Linked DNA regions of Sus scrofa: region 2 is linked to region 1. Evidence: chromatin contacts called from public HiChIP or PLAC-seq data. All regions are on one chromosome and are shown on one strand. Each heading gives the region's core, a stretch centred on a gene start, on an enhancer-like site or on the middle of the called end of the contact. The rest is flanking DNA. Distances are from core to core; before and after follow the strand shown. Region 1 holds the start of RRBP1 (ribosome-binding protein 1). Region 2 holds the start of ZNF133 (zinc finger protein 133).

Evidence for each region. HiChIP or PLAC-seq counts read pairs in DNA pulled down with a chosen protein or histone mark.
Region 2: an H3K27ac HiChIP or PLAC-seq map of alveolar macrophages shows a contact between it and region 1. The contact joins the promoter of ZNF133 here to the promoter of RRBP1 in region 1. A contact is called at or near these places in 1 of 47 Hi-C or Micro-C datasets (heart right ventricle) and 1 of 2 datasets of contacts at active chromatin or transcription factors (alveolar macrophages).

What each region holds. Positions count from the first base shown.
Region 1 is chr17:26,116,400-26,122,830 of Sscrofa11.1, forward strand. It overlaps RRBP1 (ribosome-binding protein 1), which reads right to left and starts at 3,855. Exons shown (of 24, transcript XM_021078037.1): 1 at 3,559-3,855.
Region 2 is chr17:26,591,455-26,597,885 of Sscrofa11.1, forward strand. ZNF133 (zinc finger protein 133) reads left to right here and starts at 4,123. Exons shown (of 5, transcript XM_021077593.1): 1 at 4,123-4,581; 2 at 5,779-5,923.

The sequences.
Region 1 (6,431 bases), core at 2,605-5,104:
TTTAACTTTATTTGACTTTAATTAAGCTTGACTATGACTGTGTGGCTACCATATAGACAATCGGTTCTCAATGAGAGCGTCTTCAGATAAGAATGAGGTTTGCTAGTTTGTAGAGCAGGTGAAGGTATGGCGACACCTGAGGAAGAAAACCACTTTCTTGGCACCACCATGTTTCACTCTGATTCCCCATCCGCCTTACACTGAAGCTCTTCACTTCCGCCCTCCGGTTCTGTGTGCTCCCTTGGTGAGTTCTGATCCCAGTGGGTGCAGACCTATATGGCCTGGAGGTGAACATTTAGAAAGCCGGGGCAACACCACCCAGCAGTTGGGCAGCAGGAACCAGCCTGATGACCACCTGACCTTTTGGCCTCCATGTTCTCATCCACAGAATGGGAACAACCATGCCTACTCTGCAGAAAAAGGCTGCTGAGAGGCCCAGATGTATATCAATCCTGTGAATAAACCTCAGAGTTCCCACTGAGGCTCAGTGGTAACGAACCCGACTGGTATCCATGAGGATATGGGTTCAATCCCTGGCCTCACTCAATGGGTTAAGGATCCATTGTTGCCATGAGCTGTGGTGTAGGTCGCAGATACGGATTGGATCTGGCATGGCTGTGGCTGTAGGCTGGCAGCTGCAGCTGCAGCTCCAATTCAACCCCTAGCCTGAGAACTTCCATATGCCGCTGCTGTGGCCATAAGTAAGATTTAAAAAAAAACCAAAAAACAGTAAACCTTAAAAATCGAGTTGGGCTCAGCTTTGTTGTCCAATTAGAGAGCTGAATAACTGATGAGGAAACGTAACGAGGACAGCGTTCCACCTCATTCTGACATTCATTGCTACGGGCCAGGCCTTAACCACAACAGAAGCAGGATGTACACGTGGACAGCTCTGTCTCCACCTTCTTAATCGGACTATTATTTTTTGTCTCCTGCAACAAGATTTCGGCAAGGAAAAATCTAGATTGTCGAAAGAACTGCTGACTCTCAGCCTACGTGTCACTCACCTCCTAGATACAGCTTCTTGGATAAGAGCACAAGTAAGAAGAATCAGGTCCTGGCGTTTTTAAAAGGTGGCCCTGATACGTAATAAACCAGTATTCCAACGAAATTCCATGCATTCAACCACTCATGTGGAATGTGGTGCTGTATAATCGCTACAGCCTGTTGACTTAGGCCTCATTTCGGCAAAGAACATAACTGTTCAAATGTGACTCAAGATTCAGGATTTATTTAAAACTCTGCCATGCCCCTAAAACATTCATGTACCAAGGTACCAATCTAACTTCTTCATCTCTGTATAGATGTTCAGAGGCTGATTCCTAACTGTGAAAGAAAAGAGTTCAGTTACAACATAGCACCTCTGGCCTTACACACTGGACACTCTGTTTCTAGACCTCAAGACACCTTTCTTGTCCCCCTCTCCCCACCTTGTCCCCAGCCCCAGCCTTGTCCACAGGCCCAGAAACCCTGCAAGCCAGATATGCATGCACTGCTCTACAGCTGCCTCCAGCTTTCGTCCTCTGCTCACAGAGAGGGAAGTGGCATCCCCAGGACCTCAGAACCGGAAGCTTCTTTCTGGAAGGGAAACAAGTTGGCAGCCTAGAGTGGGGCTGACCTTTGCAGAGTTCATAAAGGAATTGAGACACTGCAGGATCACCAAGCCTTTGCCGGTGTCAGATTAACGGCAAGTTAAGATGACCGACCAAGCACAGAGGAAAGTGTCCGGGCGAAGGCAGAGTGTTCCCTGATAGACCACGCAGGGCTGCTGTAAAACAGGCAGCTCTCCTGCCTGGAGGTGCTGGACACTCAATACCCAGAGTCAGGAAGATCTCTGGCCTGGGGCCTGAGGCCCCACTGGGTCCACTTCCCCAAACTCCAGAAAAGCCATCCAGACGCCCCTGCTCTGATGGTTCCAGCACACCAGGCAAACAGTGACCTGGGAGGCTCCCCAGAACCTTTAAAGTTTCATTTCCCCAGTGCTTCCTAGTCTCTGCTGACCTCTGACCTCCAGGAATTATTGCCAAAGTGCCTAGTGTTTGCACAACGTCCCAGTTTTTCCCAGCACTTACCTGGGGGGCTTCCCGACCCTACTGTGAGTGGGTGAGTCTATCTCCAGGCTACAGATAAGGAAATCCAGGTTCAGAGAGGTTAAGAAAGCTGAGCAGAGGGTCTGTAAGCGTGGTATGAGGGTGGAATCCAGACCCTGAGACGTGGCAAGCCTGAAGTCTGCAGCAAGCAGGCTGGAGCACAACCCGGAGCCCACTTAACTCCCCAGCCCCCCAAACCCCTAGAAACTCATCCAGCAGTAACAGCCAACACTTGTTGACTACTCCCTACATGTGCTGGGTTGTCACAGCTTTTCTCTCAAATAGAAAAGATAGGCAGTCCCGTTTTTCACACGTGGAAGTGGACACTGTAGTGAAAGAGCTTGGCCGAGGTCACTCTCAAAGGTGCTAGGCTTTCAGAGGCGCATTCCCTTTAACCCTGACACCACAGCGAGCTACCATTTGCGACCTATAATCTGGGGAGAGGTCCCCAAGGCTTCCCAGATGCTTCACTGGAAGCGCAGACCCCATCCCGCCTTCCCCTGCCCAGGGCGCGGCCAGGGAGCCTGGCGGCCCTGGGCGGGCGCCAGGCCGGGTGCCAGCGTGCTTGGCCGGCCGGGCCGGAGATGCCGCTTCCGCCTGGGCCTGGCACCGCAAGTCCATTCATCGTGGCGCGAAGGGGCGGGCCAGGAATGGCTCGGGGTGCCCCAGTCCCCGCGCCGGGAGCCCTCGCGCCTGGGTTCGCGCAGCCCGGCCGGGGAAAAGGCGCCCCCGGCCCCACCGCCAGGGGGAGCAGGGAGACGCCTCCAGCACTTCGGGAAGTTGCCACCGCGGCCGCCGGGCGTCCGGACCTGGACCGTCCCGGTCCCCGCACGGCGTCCCCCGCAGCCCTAAGTCCCCTGCCCGCCCCGTCGGGGCCGCCCGGACCCCGCCGCGCCCCCGGGTCGCAGCCTGCAGCCAAGCGCTCTCACCCGGCGGGGGCCCCCATTCAATCCCGCCCCCTCCCCCCGGCCGGCCTCCGCCGCCTTCCGCCCGCCCCCCCACCCCCTCCAGCCCGGACTCCAGCCCGGCAACGTCATCCGGCCGCTTCCCGAAACTTAACCCCTTCCTTCGCCAGCTGTGGGCCGCCCCGCCCCGCCGCCAACTTTCTTCACCCAACTTCGGTGCGCGCCAGCCGGCCCGACGGCCCGGCGGGGAAGGAGGGGTGGCCACGTCGCGCAGCGGGGCCGCCGCAGGTCCAGCCGACGGCGAGGGGCGTGGGGTCCACACTGCGGACGCGTTCGGCCGACGCCCCTGCACGGGGTTCGGTTCAGCACACGCCCCCCCCCCCAGGCCTGTCCCAACCCCGAGGGTCCACGGCCATAGCGACGGCGGGCGGCGCCGCCGGGGGAGGGGCCGCCAAGGAGACGTGTCACTCGCGGCGCGGCCGGCCCCGGCCCCAGCCTCGGCGCCCCGACGGCCCAGCCCGCGAGCCGCAGCTACTGCTGCAGGGCCGGGCCAAGTTTCTTACCTGCAGCGGGAGACGCGGGAGGGAGAGCGAGAGGGCAGGAGCCGCCGCCGCCGCCGCCGCCGCCGCGAAACCGGGAAAGAGGAGACGGCTGAGCCTCCGCCGAAAAGCCGCTTCCGAGCAGCTGCAGGCGCCGCGACCTCGACGCCGCCCGCCCCGTCTGCCGTCCGCTCCGGCCGCTCGCTGGCTGCGTGCGCGCGTGTGGAGTCGTGGCACTTTCTGCCTCGGAGCTGGCGAACGGCCCCCTCCGCCAGGATCGCCGCCTCCTGCCTTCCCCACCCGGGCCAGCCATTCATCGAGTCGCCTCTCCCCATTGGTCCGCGCCCCGCCACTCTGCCTGTCGCTGGCCAGTCAGAACGCGGGAAGCCGAGACGCTGCGGCGGCCATTGGGCGGAGAGGAGGGTCTCCGCCTCGGCCAATGGGAGAGGGGAGGAGCTGCGGGGAGTCGCGGGGGCGGGGCCATGGAGGGGCGGAGCCGAGCGGCGCGACGCTCGGGCCGGCGCGGGGGCGGGGCGGGGCCGGAACGCCCAGCCAAAAGGGGGAGGGGGCGCCGGCCGGCCCCGCCCACTCCGGGCCCTCGGCCCTGCTTGCAGTCACTGTCAGGGGGCCGGCTCTGACCCAGCTGGACCCGGAAGGTTCGAATCCCGGCGGCGCTGCGCCTGCGCCCCTGAACCCCTCCAGGCTGAGGTGGCGGTGGGTGTCACCCTGAGCAGGGTTGCGCAACACAGGAACAGCCGCGAGAAATGCTTTATTTAAAACCAGCTAACTGCCCCCGCAGCAGCGCCCCCTCCGGGCCCTGGATGTGAGGACAAGTTCTGCTGGCGGTCAGTCCCGAGAGGGCACGTCGCTATCTTCAAAGATATTTCAGTCAGCACCAGAAGGAATTTTCCTGAGTAAATGGAGGAATCGGGGGCGGAAAGGCCAGATGGTGCACAAAGAATGGAGGTGAACGTCAGTGCACCCATTTTTAGGGAGGGTACAACTGAGGCACAGTCTGAGTTACTCGTCCAAACCACAGCTGGCAGAACAATAATTGCAATTCTATTTAGGGCGTTTTACTCTTTGCAATGGAGAGGGTGAAAGGGCCTGACCCAGATAAACTCACCCACTTCCCAGAAAACTGAGCAAATGGTACTTCGTTACAAGACTTCCTCCCCCCCTTCCACCCAAGTAAGCCAACACTCTTCATAACCAAATAAGACTTTCAATTAAGATAATTTTAGGCCTGCTTTTTAACCATTCTCTCAGTGTCTCTTAAAGCTAACTCTGAACATTGAGCCAAAACCAGTTTCTTTGAAATTAAGGTTTTCTGAGAGGCCAAAGGGCGGCTGCCAGCTAATCTGCTCCATACCACTTCTCCCCAACCCCCTGGCTGCAGAACCTCTTCCTAATATCTGTTTCTTAGACAATTTCCCGTACCCCCTTCCCCTTTGAACAAGTTGTTGGAAAGATGTGGAAATAAGTCATCATGAGGAAATAAAGAGCAGCTGAGTTGAAATTAACCATTCATTCCTATTTTTAATCTCAGCAGTTCCCTAGCACATTAATGATTAATCAATAGGAATTAACCTGGGTTAGCTTTTGACATTCAGTCTTTTTCCAGTGGTGAGCCCCAGCTTGACATGAAAGTCAAGAATCCCAGTTTTGGAGTTCTTGTTGTCGCTCAGCGGGTTAAGAATCCGCCTAGTATCTGCAAAGATGTGGGTTTGATCCCTGGCCTTGTTCAGTGGGTTAAGGATCTGGCATTACTGCAAGCTCTGGTATAGGTCACAGCTGCAGCTTGGATCCTAAGTTGCTGTGGCTGTGGTAGAGGCTGACAGCTGCAGATCTGATTTGACCCCTCCCTAGCAAAGCCAGGAACTTCCATAGGCTGTGGGTGTGGCCTTAAAATGAAAAAAAAAAAAAAAAAAGACGAAGAATCCCAGTTTCTGGCTGGCATATGTTACCAGCTAGTTCTAATTGATCATGGGTAAACCAGTTAACCTTTCTGAACTCGGGTGTACTCTTTTAGGACAATTGTTCCACTCTCTGCATTTTAGAGAGGAGATTCATTCATTCATTCATTCATTCTTTCATTCATTCACCTGTGTTTGTTGAGTGCCTAGAATTCACTGCCAGGTTGGGCAAGCAGCTGGAAGTGATACACAGACCTAGTAAAGACCCAACAGCCCTTGGAGGCCTTGTTGTGGGCAGAGACCCCCTTCATCTTATTCACACTATTTAGGTTTTCCCAGAAGCAGATTCTGACCATGTATGTTTGGATGCAAGCAGATCCTGATAATTTGGGGGGTGATCACAGGAAACATTGGTAGAAAAGCGGGATGGGAAGAAGCAGATAGAGCACAGTGCCACAGAGTTCCCACTGTGGTGCAGCAGGATCAGTGATGTCTCTGCAGCGCCAGGACACTGGTTTGATCCCCAGCCTAGCACAGTGGATTAAAGGATCTGGCACTGCTGTCATAGGTTGCAACTTAGCTCACTCCTTTCTTTGAGGATAGGAACTAGAAGGGGCATTTACTTCTCAGGGTGGTGGTTGAAACAAAAGAAAACAAGCAGAAATATACAAGTTCTCTCAAAGGCTTAGGACTGGGGTTGCTTCTACCTCATTCTATTGATCAAAGCATGTCACATGGATAGGCCCAGATTCAAGGGGAGAAGAAGTATGGACAGGGATGAAGAAATGGCACCACTGATGCAATCTACCACTGAGTCCAAGAAAGACAGGTGGATAAGGTAAATAGAGGACGGGTTCATGGAGAGGAGAGAATTTCAAGAAGTAAAGAATGGTGAATACTGTTTGGAGTTTCCCATCATGGTTCAGAAGGTTAAGAACCTGACTAGTATCCATGCAGGTTTGATCCCTGACCTTGCTCAGT
Region 2 (6,431 bases), core at 2,873-5,372, 480 kb after region 1:
TTCCTATCACCACGATCCACATAATAAACATACCCAATATCTCCAAAAGTTTCCTGTGTCCCTTTGTGCATATGTCTCTTAAGAACACTTAACACGTGACTTACCTTCTCAACAAATTTTAAAGTACGTGGTACAGGCAGACCTTGGAGATACCGCAGGTTCAATTCCCGACCACTTCAATAAAGCAAATATCACAATAAAGGGAATCACAGGATTTTTTTTTTTTGGTTTCCCTATGCATATAAAAATTATGTTGACACTATACTGTAGTGTATCAACTGTGGAAGAACATCATGTCTTTAAAAAGTACATACCTTAGGGAGTTCCCATTGTGGTTCAATGGTAATGAATTCAACTAGTATCCATGAAAATTTGGGTTGGATCCCTGGCCTCGCTTACTGGGTTAAGGATCTGGCATTGCCATGACCTGTGGTGTAGATCACAAATGTGGATTGGATCTAGCTGTTGTTGTGGCTGTGGTGTGGGCTGGCAGCTACAGCTCCAATTTGACCCCTGGCCTGGGAACTTCCATATGCCATGGGTGTGGCCCTAAAAAGACCCCCCCCCAAAAAAAAGTACATACCTTAGTTTAAAACTACTCTATTGCTAAAAAATGCTAACCATCTCCTTACAACACAGAATTGCTGCAAACCTTCAATTTGTAAAAAATGCTGTATTTGTGAAGCACATAAAGCGAGGTGTGCCTGTATATAACTTATTTTTTCTTCTCAGTTTCCTTATAACACAACTAACTCTACAAACATAATGCTGTAAGCTATGAGTTCATAAAGGATATAAATGTTAAAGCTATGACACACATCAAGAGGGCTTCTCATTCCCTCGCAGGGCACATTAGTGAAGCCCCATCATTTATGTCCGATGCACTGAAAACCAAGATCTTGATCTTGAGAGAGCAAGTCACTTGCTCATGATCACACAGCCATGATCCCAAACCTGTTGGTTACAATAATGAGAACTCAGGAGGGGGAGTTCCTGCTGTGGTACAACAGGTTAAGGATTGACATTGTCTCTGTGGTGTCAAGGGTTCAATGCCTGGCCTGGCACAGTGGGTTAAGGATCCCATATTGCTGCAATTGGGGCATAGGTTGCAGCTGAAGCTTGGAGTCAATCCCAGGCCTGGGAAATTCCATATGACATGGATGTGGCAAAAAAAAAAAAAAAAAAAAAAGAACTCAGGAAGGACAGAGAAAAGGTATTTATTGGGCCCCTCTGAGACTCAGCTCAGAACTCTTGGGCACTCATGGTAGCAGGTGCTCATGTAGGATCAGGCAGACTGAAGGAAGAACATGAAGAGAGGAAGACAGGGTGAGTTACAGACAGCAAGCCCAGTGCAAGAAAGGCAGCTTCCCAGCAGAGGAAGACAAAGTGTGCTCGAACCCCTCCCCTGGGGAAAGGAGAAAGACTGGTGGGGACTCAGGGCCAGGCAGTCTAAGCAACAGCCTAGGAAGCCAGGCTGTCAACCTTCTCCAGAGCACTGCCATGATGTCTCCTCCTTTAGGACCTGCTGACCGCTGTGTCCCCTTGCCCCAGCTCACCTGGATGGGGGCCCAACAGATGTTGTGGCTTATCCCAAAAAGCCCCAGCTGGGTGATGAGTTTGGGTTTGGAAAAAATGGAATTTTGCCTCATAGGGAAAGAAGAGGAGGTGGTGACTGTAGGATATGTCTTTGAGGTGCCATTTCAGAAGGCAGAGGTAAACAGGGTAGGGAAACCTGTGTGTGTCACAAAGGACTTCTGAAGAGTGAATTCTCAGCAGGGAAAAAGCAAAAGCATTAGGGAAAGGAACCTCAGATCAGCAAGACAGCACATTATGTTTACTCTTTGCTGGATGGATAAAATCTCCCCTGTTTGAAGCAAGAATATGTAGGAAGAGAATCCAGCCTGGGGAAAGGACGTGAAGACACAGGTCACAGGTGATACATACACATAGATTACCTATTCTCAACTGTACAAAGACACCCAGTCTTGCCCTGGAAGGATGACGTCAGGTCCAGTCCCAAGGCAAAGGTCAGCTCTTCCTCCTTTGTGTTTTCTGCTTGAGGGACTGAAGCTGCTCAGCAGGTCAGGTTTTAAGCTGAAGGAAAGCCATTATTTATTGCCCAGTGATACTGTGGCTGGAGTTCTCCAGCACCACCTCTCTGTCTGGGTTCTTCTGAGCCAGACTCCACAGCCTCCACACCTTCTGGATGAAATCCACAGCCACATCCCTGACCACTACTGTTGGCTGGAAAAAATGCACAACATAAAAGTTGAGAATTATGTTTTATTCAGTGGACATACTGAGACTTAAGCTCAGGAGATAGCCTCTTAAAAAACAAACAAACAAACAAACAAACAAACAAAAAACAAAACAGAAAAACCCAGGTAGTTGGAACATCAAAAGATTACTAAAGAAAAACTAGACATCTCAAGTTAATGAATTTAGCACTTTTCTGTGTATGGGAAGATGGAAGAAATTGAAATCACTGAAATCACTCCTTTGACATGCACCTTAACTCTCTAGGGCCAGTATCCTTTTTTCTCCATTTTGAGCCCCCTCAGGGTGCACAGTTGGGGGTGACTGCAGTGGCATTCATAGTCCACATTAGCTGTGTGGATCAAGAAAGTTGCCTGCCATATCAGTAAACAAAGACTGTTGAGGCCATCAAGCTGTCAGCCACTGCAGCCACCCACTGCAGTGAAAGTCCACCTAATAAAACACAATTCTCAATTTTTAACTTGTGCATTTTTTTTTCAGTCGACACTAATCTCTTGGTGAATGACTGAGTCATGGGGTGGGGCAGAGAGGAATGGGGAGAGAGGGCTCCAAGTTAGACAATACTTTCTCCAGGGCAAGGGTTGAACTTAATTCATTACAAACAAGGCAGCCTTTGAGTGAGAGAATAGAATGGATTCATCCTCCAAGAGCTAAAAAGAAATTTTAGGAAATTCTTGTCTCTCCCTGGCTTCCCCAGTCATGTAAACATTTTCTTTCTTCCCTCTCTCCCTTCCTTCTTCTCCCCTCCCCCACCTTTTTCTTTTTTGAGTGCACTTGCAGCATATTGAAGTTCCCGGGCCAGGGACAGAATCCGAGCTGCAGCTGCAACCAATGCCACAGCTGCAGCAATGCTGATCCTTAACCCACAGCATCACAATGAGAACTCCCATGTGAATGTCTTCTTGATCTTCCTAGAGTAGGATGAATTTTTAGAAAGCACGTCTGTAGAAAGTAAAGAGAATTGAGAGGATGCCCTAGTGGACAAGCCCCTCCACAGTGAAATGGGGTGTGCTATCTGGCTCCCCAGTTGGAGTGTGCCAGATGGCATCAGTGCCACCCCGTTCTCAACCAGGACCCTGAACAAAGACCCAGGGAATTGTGAAGAAAAAAATGTTGCCTGCCATCAATCCCTGGACTGTGCACCCAAGTGGAATTGAGGAGAACAGAATACTGGCCCAAGATAGTTAAGGTATATATCAAAGCAGTAAGTTCAGTGAGTTCAGACTCTTCCATTTTCCCATGCATAGAAAGGCACAAAAATCATCACAGTTGAGTGATTTGAAGTAGTCTGATGTTCTGCTACAGGTTTTTTTCAGTAAAACCTCCTGTATATCCTGGCTCCTCTCTTAACTCTTTGGAACAGTTCTTCTGAGCTGAGAGGGTGCCCCTCAGGTTAAAGCTATCAAATAAAACATAATTTTCAACTTTTAGGTTGTGCTTTGTATTTTTTTTTCCCCAGTAGACAAAGCCAAGACAAGGGACTCAGCCCAAATCGTGGTCTAACAGTGAGGTCCCTGTCTCCTAGGAGATGGAAGAGAGATTACCCACAAACTTGTGGACTTCGAGAGAGGGAAAGGAGGGAAAGAATTTCGGGTGCACATGGGGATGTTCCGGTTGAGGGCGTGGACTCCGAACTGGGTCTGCCTTCTTCCAGCTCTGAGACCGCGGGAATACGGCCTTGACTCTCCCAGTCTCAGTCCCCGCCCCTTGGGTTTAAGTGAGGTAAATGGTTATGCGAGCACGGAACCACAGCTGGGGCTTTCTGACTCGCACTTGGGACCAGAAACCACACTTTACACCTCCGCCCACCCAGAAGCCAAACAGAGGCTCCCTTATACGTCATTTCCGGGAGCCGAGGGGCGGGCCGGAACCGATACAGAAGTCACTGCGGGGGTCGCTGGGGAGTGTAGTCTTTAACGCGGAGTTGCTGGAGAAGGCGGGTCGCGGCACAGCTAGGAAATTGTTCCCGCTATCTTCTACATGTTTTATCCACTGCTTTTAAGAAGAAAGAAGGGGAGTCACGTGACACAGGGGCCATTCTCCGGTGCTGGAGCATGTTACCCAGAAACAGCTCCCTCAGAGGCCCGTGGGAGCCGCTGGCCGGCGGCGCGTTTGGGGAGCCGCCGAGCATCCTGGGAGGTGTGGTCCCGGCGCCGGGCCGAAGATTCTGGGCAGTGTAGTCCCGGCGTCCTGCTGGAGTAGCTCCCCAGCTGGTGCCTGGAGTGACCCCTTGTTCTTTGGTGGCGCTGGTGAGTGGGGCTCCCACGAGACTTCTTCGCAGCCGTACCCTCTCCGCGCGGAAAGGTAAGTCTGGTCTGTGGGCTCGGGTTGGGACAGTGCGAGTGGCTGGGAGAGGAGGTAGTGGCGGGGACCCGCTGTCGTGGCTCAGGCCGAGCTCTCCGGGATGTCATATTTTGGGATGTGGGCGCGCATCTCCAAGGGACGTGGGTAAATTCAGCTGTAATGCCCACGGCTGGTGGGTGCTGGGCTCCGGCCTCATCCTAGGGTTCCTGTGTGTGGACATGTTCGGCTTTAGCCGAAAGAGCGATATTGGGAAAGGGGGTCGCTCATGCCACAAGTCCCCAGGTTGGGGGGGAGTTTAGTTAGTGGGCTTTTGGGGGCCTTTTATTTCCCAGGTGGTACGGTGAGGGCCGCACCTGAAGCCAGGTGTTTGGAGTTTTGGTGGGAGGAGGCTGGTAACTTGTTTGGGCCCAGCTACCCCTCGGCTTTGCTGAGGCATCCCGCTGAGGGCCGGCCGGGCTTGGCCAAACTGCCCGAGTTGGGCTGAGTGTGGGGTGGCCGGCCATTTTGGCGCAATCTTAGGGTCTCGGTTTGGCTGGTCGCCCCTGGGTTGGAGTCTTGGAGGAAGAAGTCATCTGGGGCCCCCTGGGCAGGTTTTCCAAAGGTCCTTGGGTCCGTCATTGATCACAGGAATCATGAATTAACACATCTCTGGTGTGGCAGGGCTTTGGGATTTTGAGTTCCTTTAAACGTTTTTATTGTGGAGAAATTTCAAACAAATACGTAGAACTCTATGGACCCATCACTCAGGTTTAACTATCACCTTGTGACCAATCTTGATTCACCTCAAAATGATACACTGAGAATCCTTACAACCCACAGAGCTTCGCTGTCACTGCCCTATTTGAGACCTGGTCTCCACAGTCAGATTTCATCCAGACTCTGTTACTGTATAACTGTGTCACCTTGGGCAAGAGATTGAACTCACTGTGCCTCAATTCTGTCATCTGTAAAATGAAGATAATAAATTGTACTTCACTGGGTTGTGAGGCTAGAATGAGCTAAAACTCATACAGTGCCCAGAACAGTCTCTGGTATATACTGGGTGCCCAGTGAGTAGGAACTGTCCTTATTAGGGTCAGAGGCGAGAGAGGATCAGCTCTGGCAGGGTATCAGCAGCACGTTGGGTAGGCTGTTTTCCCAGCCCACATCGGGGCTCTGTTCCCAGCAGGTTGCCCTCAGTCTTTTCTTCTGTGGCAGGTCCACTCCTGATGCCTTTCAGGAAGAGGAAACCCTACGCTGCAGGAGCTTGAGAGTTTCCACGACTCCCTGAACCTTTCAGTCCTTGTTCTGACCCCTAGCTCCTGCCTGCAGAGAGGACCACCTGGTGGGCAAAAGGACTCAGGTGGGGACAGCTTGCCTTTTGGATGCTGAAAGGGTGGGTTTTCTTCACTCAACTTTGACATCTTGTGCCTTATAAAAGCCCCATCAGGGGTCCGAGCCCCAGCTGGTTTCCCAGGAAACAAAGCTTGTTGTAAGGGTGGCCATTTTCACAGGACTGTTTTCAGACCCCGAGTCCTTCATGACCCTGCTGTTCTTGCGCCAGCATCTCTTCTCAGTGTTTTTGTTCTGACCTGCTCAACTCCCAGGGCTTGTCTGCTGTGAAGGCCTCAGCCTTCTGTTCTGTTGCATCCAGCACCCTCACTTCCTCTTCACCCTGGAACGCCTGGTAGCAAATCCTTTACCTGTAGGTCCCTCAGGGGTGACTCTTAACACATGTGGACTTCTTATTTTATTTTTTAAATGAAGTGTTCTGTGTTTACACTTTGCTTTTATTTTATCTATTTATTTATTTTTTTGTCTTTTTAGGGCCGCACTCGCGGCATATGGAGGCTCCCAGGCTGGGGGATCCA